Regions from separate parts of the Delphinus delphis genome. Here region 1 is linked to region 2. A link is a contact called in public Hi-C data. All regions are on one chromosome and are shown on one strand. Each heading gives the region's core, a stretch centred on a gene start, on an enhancer-like site or on the middle of the called end of the contact. The rest is flanking DNA. Distances are from core to core; before and after follow the strand shown. Region 1 holds the start of MUTYH (mutY DNA glycosylase). Region 2 holds the start of UROD (uroporphyrinogen decarboxylase).

Region 1 (2,700 bases), core at 112-2,611, 380 kb after region 2:
AAGGAGGTTGCCTGGTGTTTGTAGAACAATGAGGAAGCCAGCATGGTTAGAATGGAATGAGGAAAGGGTGAGGAGTTGATGAGGTCAGAGAGGTAAAGAAAGTGGAGAGCCCAGGACTACAAGTACCTTGTAGGCCACTGGAGAGGGCTTTGGCTGTCACACCCATTTCTCTTAAAAGCCAATCCTCTTAATATAAGCTTTGTAGGCTCCAACAAGCCCCATCCCCCTCGCTCACTACGGAACAACTATGTTGTCCTGAAATAGTTGGTTCAAAATCCCCAAGTGTCTGTCCTCCTTGAGGCCTCACCCAGTCCATTTCCTCTGCTTGAAGAGCTCTTCTATGTTTTACCTAACAGTTAGTCATTTTTCAGGTCTTGACTTAAATGTCCAAATCAGATCCCCCCCAGTCTTACCCTCTTGTGTACTTCTCCATTGTTGCTCTTATACCAATTTTAATTCCATGTTTATTTGTGATTCTTTGATCAGTGTCTGCTTCCCCCACTTAACTGTAAAACTCCATATAAGCTAGGACTGGGTATCTTTTGTTGGCTGTTGTGTCCCCAGAGCCGAGCACGGTGCCAGGCAAATTGTATATAATACTTGTTAAACTAATTTGGGATGGGGTAGAGTAAAAGGAGGTTCCCCTTTTTCCAGAATGGGAAAAATCCAAACAATTCAGAATAATGAAAAGACTCGAGAGAAAGGTTGAAGATGGACTGGAAACAGCAAATAATCAAAGAGATAAAGGGTTGAGAGTCCTTGGTGGGAAGCAGAGCCCTTGGGAAAGGGCTAGTCTACGGTAGGGACAACACTCACGGTAGCAGGAATCATGTCCAAAACCCCTCAAGGTCAACTATATCTCCTAATTACTTACAATCTGTCCCTACCGGAGGCTTAATTCAAATCCTTATTACCACGCGCACGGATTGTTTCAAAAGTGTTCCTGCTAGCCGGTCGCTCTCAACCTCCGCAGCCTCATCTCCTGTCTCCGTCCCGGCTTCTTTCACTTCCTGGAACGCCGTGAGCTCCCCACCCTCCCTGGCAGCTTGCCCCTTCCCAAATATCCTTCCTTCCCCTACACTCCCCAGTCTTTGTATAACTCCTACGCGTGCTTTAAGCTTAGCTCAGGCAGCGCCACATCCTCTGGGGATCCCCACCCCGGGGCCGAATCGATGAAGACAGGGTAACGCGAAGGCCCACGTTCCAATTGCGTTGTACGCAGAGAAAAAATTACCTCCTGCGCGATCTCCAGCGCCCAGCTCCCAGACGAACTCCAGGGGGCGTGGCTCCGGCCAATCCGGGCGGTGAACCGGCCCACGCCAGCCAATAGGCTCCTAGCGCGCGCCAGGCTGGCTCCACCGCGCCAGACCCGGGAGGTCTGAACGGAAGTCCGACCGGTCGGCGACTCCGGGGGTGAAGCTCCGCCCCGTCCCCGACTGCAGGAGCGGAGTGAGGAGACGAAGAGGAAGTCCCGCGTGCACACTGACTATACAAGCGAGGGACCTCGGTGTCATGGCCGCCGACGGTGACGATGGCGCAGCCTCAGCTCCAGCCGTCTCTGACGGTGAGTGGCTTCCCAGGGGCCGCTTTAAAAGCCTGTGCGGTCCGGTGGGGGGAGGGTCTCGGGCTCGTAGTTCTAAGAAACCGATCTCAAGTTTCAGAGGAATAGCGCCTTCTTTCTGAACCAGCCACGAGGAGACTACAAGTCCCGGTGTGCACCACAGTTCCGCCTGCAAAAGCCTAGAGTCTTGGGCGCAGGGCATGTGGGGGCATGTCGGGAGATGTAGTCTGGAGTTCATGGCTCTGTTAAGTTAGGGAGGTTGGGAGTTGTGGTCCACAGGAAGTGGGACGTGTTGGGGCGTTATTTATCAGGCTCTGGGGCATACTGGCTACTGCCGCCGCTTGTGGCCATGAACAGTAGTATAGAGCCTTTGAGATAGTAAAGGGGCTGAAATCATCAAGCCTTGCAAACTATTTCCTGCAGGATGTGAGGAAAAGGAACCTCACAGATCATCTAGTCCTACCTTCCTCTTTTACAGGTTTTGATGCTGAGGGGGAAGAAATTTTCCCAGAGTCTCACATAAGCCACTGGAAGACCCAGGCTTTCTCTCCCCAAATTCAGGACACTGTTCACTCCAAGGCCTGTGTATAGAGCATATGTGATACGCTTGAGGAGAAAGCTGCCATTTCTTGCCTTGAAGGAAACTGCCCCTGCCCCCAGCCATGGCCTAGCTTGGTATCTTTTTTCTTAGGCCCTTGCCTGAGCATTAACATCCGTCACCCTCCTTATCCCCAGGTGGTGCCAGCCAAAGCACAAAATCTGGGGAGGAGCTAGTAGTCCAGGTTCCCGTGGTGGATGTGCAAAGTGACAACTTCAAGGAGATGTGGCCATCCCTCCTGCTGGCCATAAAGACGGCTAGCTTTGTGGCTGTGGACACGGTGAGAGTTGGGAGTTGGGAGAGCAGGTGGTTGTGAAAGGGCTGATACTGTGGACCTAACACAACTCTCCCTTTACTGCGCCATAGGAACTGAGTGGGCTTGGGGACAGGAAGAGTTTGCTGAACCAGTAAGTATAAGCCCTGATCTCTTTAGTCCTAGCCTTGGAAGGAGGGGCAGACCTCAACCCTGTAGTGGAGGTCACAGTCCTGGGTGGTTTGGGTCTTTCATGAAGCTAACTCCCAGCCACAGCCACCCCCAAAC
Region 2 (2,700 bases), core at 31-2,530:
TTCATATAAGTGGAACCACACAGTATTTGTCCTTTTGTGTCTGTCTTATTTAACTTAGCATGTTACAACGATGTTGTAGCATGTATCACAATAATTTATTTTTATGGCTGAGTAATATTCCATTGTGTATATACACACACACACACACACACACACACTACATTTTGTTTATCTGTTCGTTGATGGACACTTGGGTGGAAAGTTTGTTTTGATATAGTTTTCAAATAATTGAAGTTATCAAGAAAGAAAGAAATGATCCCATGTAATTATGACAGTTTTCCATTTATTTCTCCTTAATAAGTTGGGAACACAGTGCCTCTTTTCCCTTCTCTCCAAGCTATTTGTATGCTATTACACTACTACAAGATAAAGTGAACAAATGCGCTTAACAAAGGCCTGCATGACCTGGACTCTGTAGACAGCTCCAGCATCTTTAATTCCACCAGCTTGCTCTTGTTTCCCATTAAGCCATTTGCTCTTTTTCGTCTGCTCTTTACACATGCCGTTCCCTCTGCTTGGAATACCCCACTGCTTTCCCCAGTTAAATGGAGCCCTTGCTACTTGCTTCTAGCTCTTTCCCTTTAAAGCATTTACTATTGAGGGCTTCCCTGGTGGCGCAGTGGTTGAGAGTTGCCTGCCGCTGCAGGGGACATGGGTTCGTGCCCTGGTCTGGGAAGATCCCACATGCCGCGGAGCGGCTGGGCCCGTGAGCCAGGGACGCTGAGTCTGCGCGTCCGGAGCCTGTGCTCCGCAACGGGAGAGGCCGCAACAGTGAGAGGCCCGCGTACCGCAAAAAACAAAACAAAACAAAACAAAAAACATTTACTATTGTGATTGCTGACTTCTCTGTATCCGCATGTCTGTAGCTCCTTAAAGGAAGGAAATGTCTTGTTCTCCACTGTAATCGCTGCACCTATTGTAGTGCCCGCCTCTTTCTAGGTAATATAAATATTTAATTATTTCAGTTCCCTGTACAACTTGGTTCCATAATTCACCATATGCCTGGTTGGGCCAGGCATAAAATTGTTAAAATCGTTAAGAGTGGGAGTGAAAGTGAGACCTGGGACGAGTCTTCCGCGTTTCCCAGGCCGTCAGAGGAGAGCAAATTTCTCACCCACGTGAAGTATAGTTACAGCGAAGTTCTTTTGTGGGAGGTGTTTGTTGTTGCGTCGCTACAGAGGACTTTACGGTGAAGAGACCTGGGGGTCCTACGGGCAGCAGCCGGGGCAGCCCGGGAGCCATTTCTGGAGTGTGATCATGTGACTTTCAACATGGCGACAGCCTTGGCTCATTCCAGGAAGGGGCGGAGCCTGGGCAGGGGGCAGGCTCAGAATTAGGCTACAGCTGGGGCTGTGCTCGCGTTTACTGACAACTTATCATGGAGGTGAACGAGTGTGGGTGAGTTCTCTGTGCCACCACGCAGTGTGGCCATACGGGCTTCTGACCTGAGTCTTTGAGCTCAGGAATCTGTCCCTATACCCCTCTTCCCCAGCCCCGGAGAACCCAAGTCTCTGGAATCCCAAATCCTCCAACCATGGATTCCTGAGATGTTCATCCCAGGGACCGCTTAGCTGGACTGCGTACCCCAGACCTTTATTTAGGAGATGCCCTCTGGACTTCCTAATCCTCAACTAAGATCCCTTTTTCGGACTGTCATCTCTGATCCCCCCATGACCATCCCCCAGCCTGGAGATCTTCCAGCCCCCAAACCAGCCCACTGGTACCCTTGTTCCTGAGATTTTTTGGTCCAAAGACCCCCCAAACTCTCCTAACTGGACTTTCGTTTCCCCCGCCCCCCACCCCCCCGCACACACACTCTCTCCCAGTCCCTCCAGTGGCTTTGAGCCTGGGGAAGCTGCGACTATGTGTAGGGTAGAGGCCCCGGCACCGGCCCTTCTAGTCCTGTACACCACCTGATAGAGGGGAGGTGGAATCGGCGGGGAGTCACAGCTTGGTAGCTGGCCTGGAGAAGATAGATAGCTGTGCTGGACTGTATCCGCCTTTAGAACCCGAGCCCTGCCCAACCCCCAGCCTGGTTTACTGACACCTACCCTACCCGCTCCTGATCTCCAGACCTCAGGGTTTTCCTGAGCTGAAGAATGACACCTTCCTGCGAGCAGCCTGGGGAGAAGAAACAGACTACACTCCTGTTTGGTGCATGCGGCAGGCAGGCCGCTACTTACCAGGTCAGGGTCAGGGCCTCGGAGTCTAGGTAAAACTCTGGAGGGTGAAAAGTTTTTGAGGGGCAGAGGAGGGCTCTGGAGGTTCCTCAAGGCTGAGCCCTGCTTTCCCTTTTTTGTCTGCAGAGTTTAGGGAAACTCGGGCTGCCCAGGACTTTTTCAGCACCTGTCGCTCCCCAGAGACCTGCTGTGAACTTACTCTGCAGGTGAGGGGTCCACAAAAGAGGGAGAGATTTATGCTGTCAGCTCGCCACCTAGCAATCTGTCTTCTGTTCCCTATAGCCACTGCGTCGCTTCCCTCTGGATGCTGCCATCATCTTCTCCGACATCCTTGTTGTACCCCAGGTACCTGCTCAAATCTGATTCTTGAATGGGTAACAAAGGGAAAAGACAGTCAAGGCTCAAGATAAGCACTTATCCTTATGGGACAGAGGGGAAAACAGGCTGGAAGAGACGGAGTTTGGCTGAGTTTTATTCTCCTTTTCCTCCTTCTTGTCATGGGTTGAACAGATCTCCTCCT

The links. Hi-C and Micro-C count contacts between places; a contact is called where the count stands out from the background.
Region 1: a contact with region 2 is called in a Hi-C map of lung, with 5 times the contacts expected there. The contact joins the promoter of MUTYH here to the promoter of UROD in region 2. A contact is called at or near these places in 3 of 3 Hi-C or Micro-C datasets (lung and muscle).

What each region holds. Positions count from the first base shown.
Region 1 is chr1:37,088,220-37,090,919 of mDelDel1.2, forward strand. MUTYH (mutY DNA glycosylase) reads right to left here and starts at 1,362. Exons shown (of 17, transcript XM_060021276.1): 1 at 1,235-1,362. TOE1 (target of EGR1, exonuclease) reads left to right here and starts at 1,407. Exons shown (of 8, transcript XM_060021288.1): 1 at 1,407-1,564; 2 at 2,297-2,439; 3 at 2,526-2,566. The coding sequence starts at 1,513.
Region 2 is chr1:36,704,212-36,706,911 of mDelDel1.2, forward strand. UROD (uroporphyrinogen decarboxylase) reads left to right here and starts at 1,281. Exons shown (of 9, transcript XM_060021242.1): 1 at 1,281-1,398; 2 at 2,074-2,186; 3 at 2,307-2,386. The coding sequence starts at 1,379.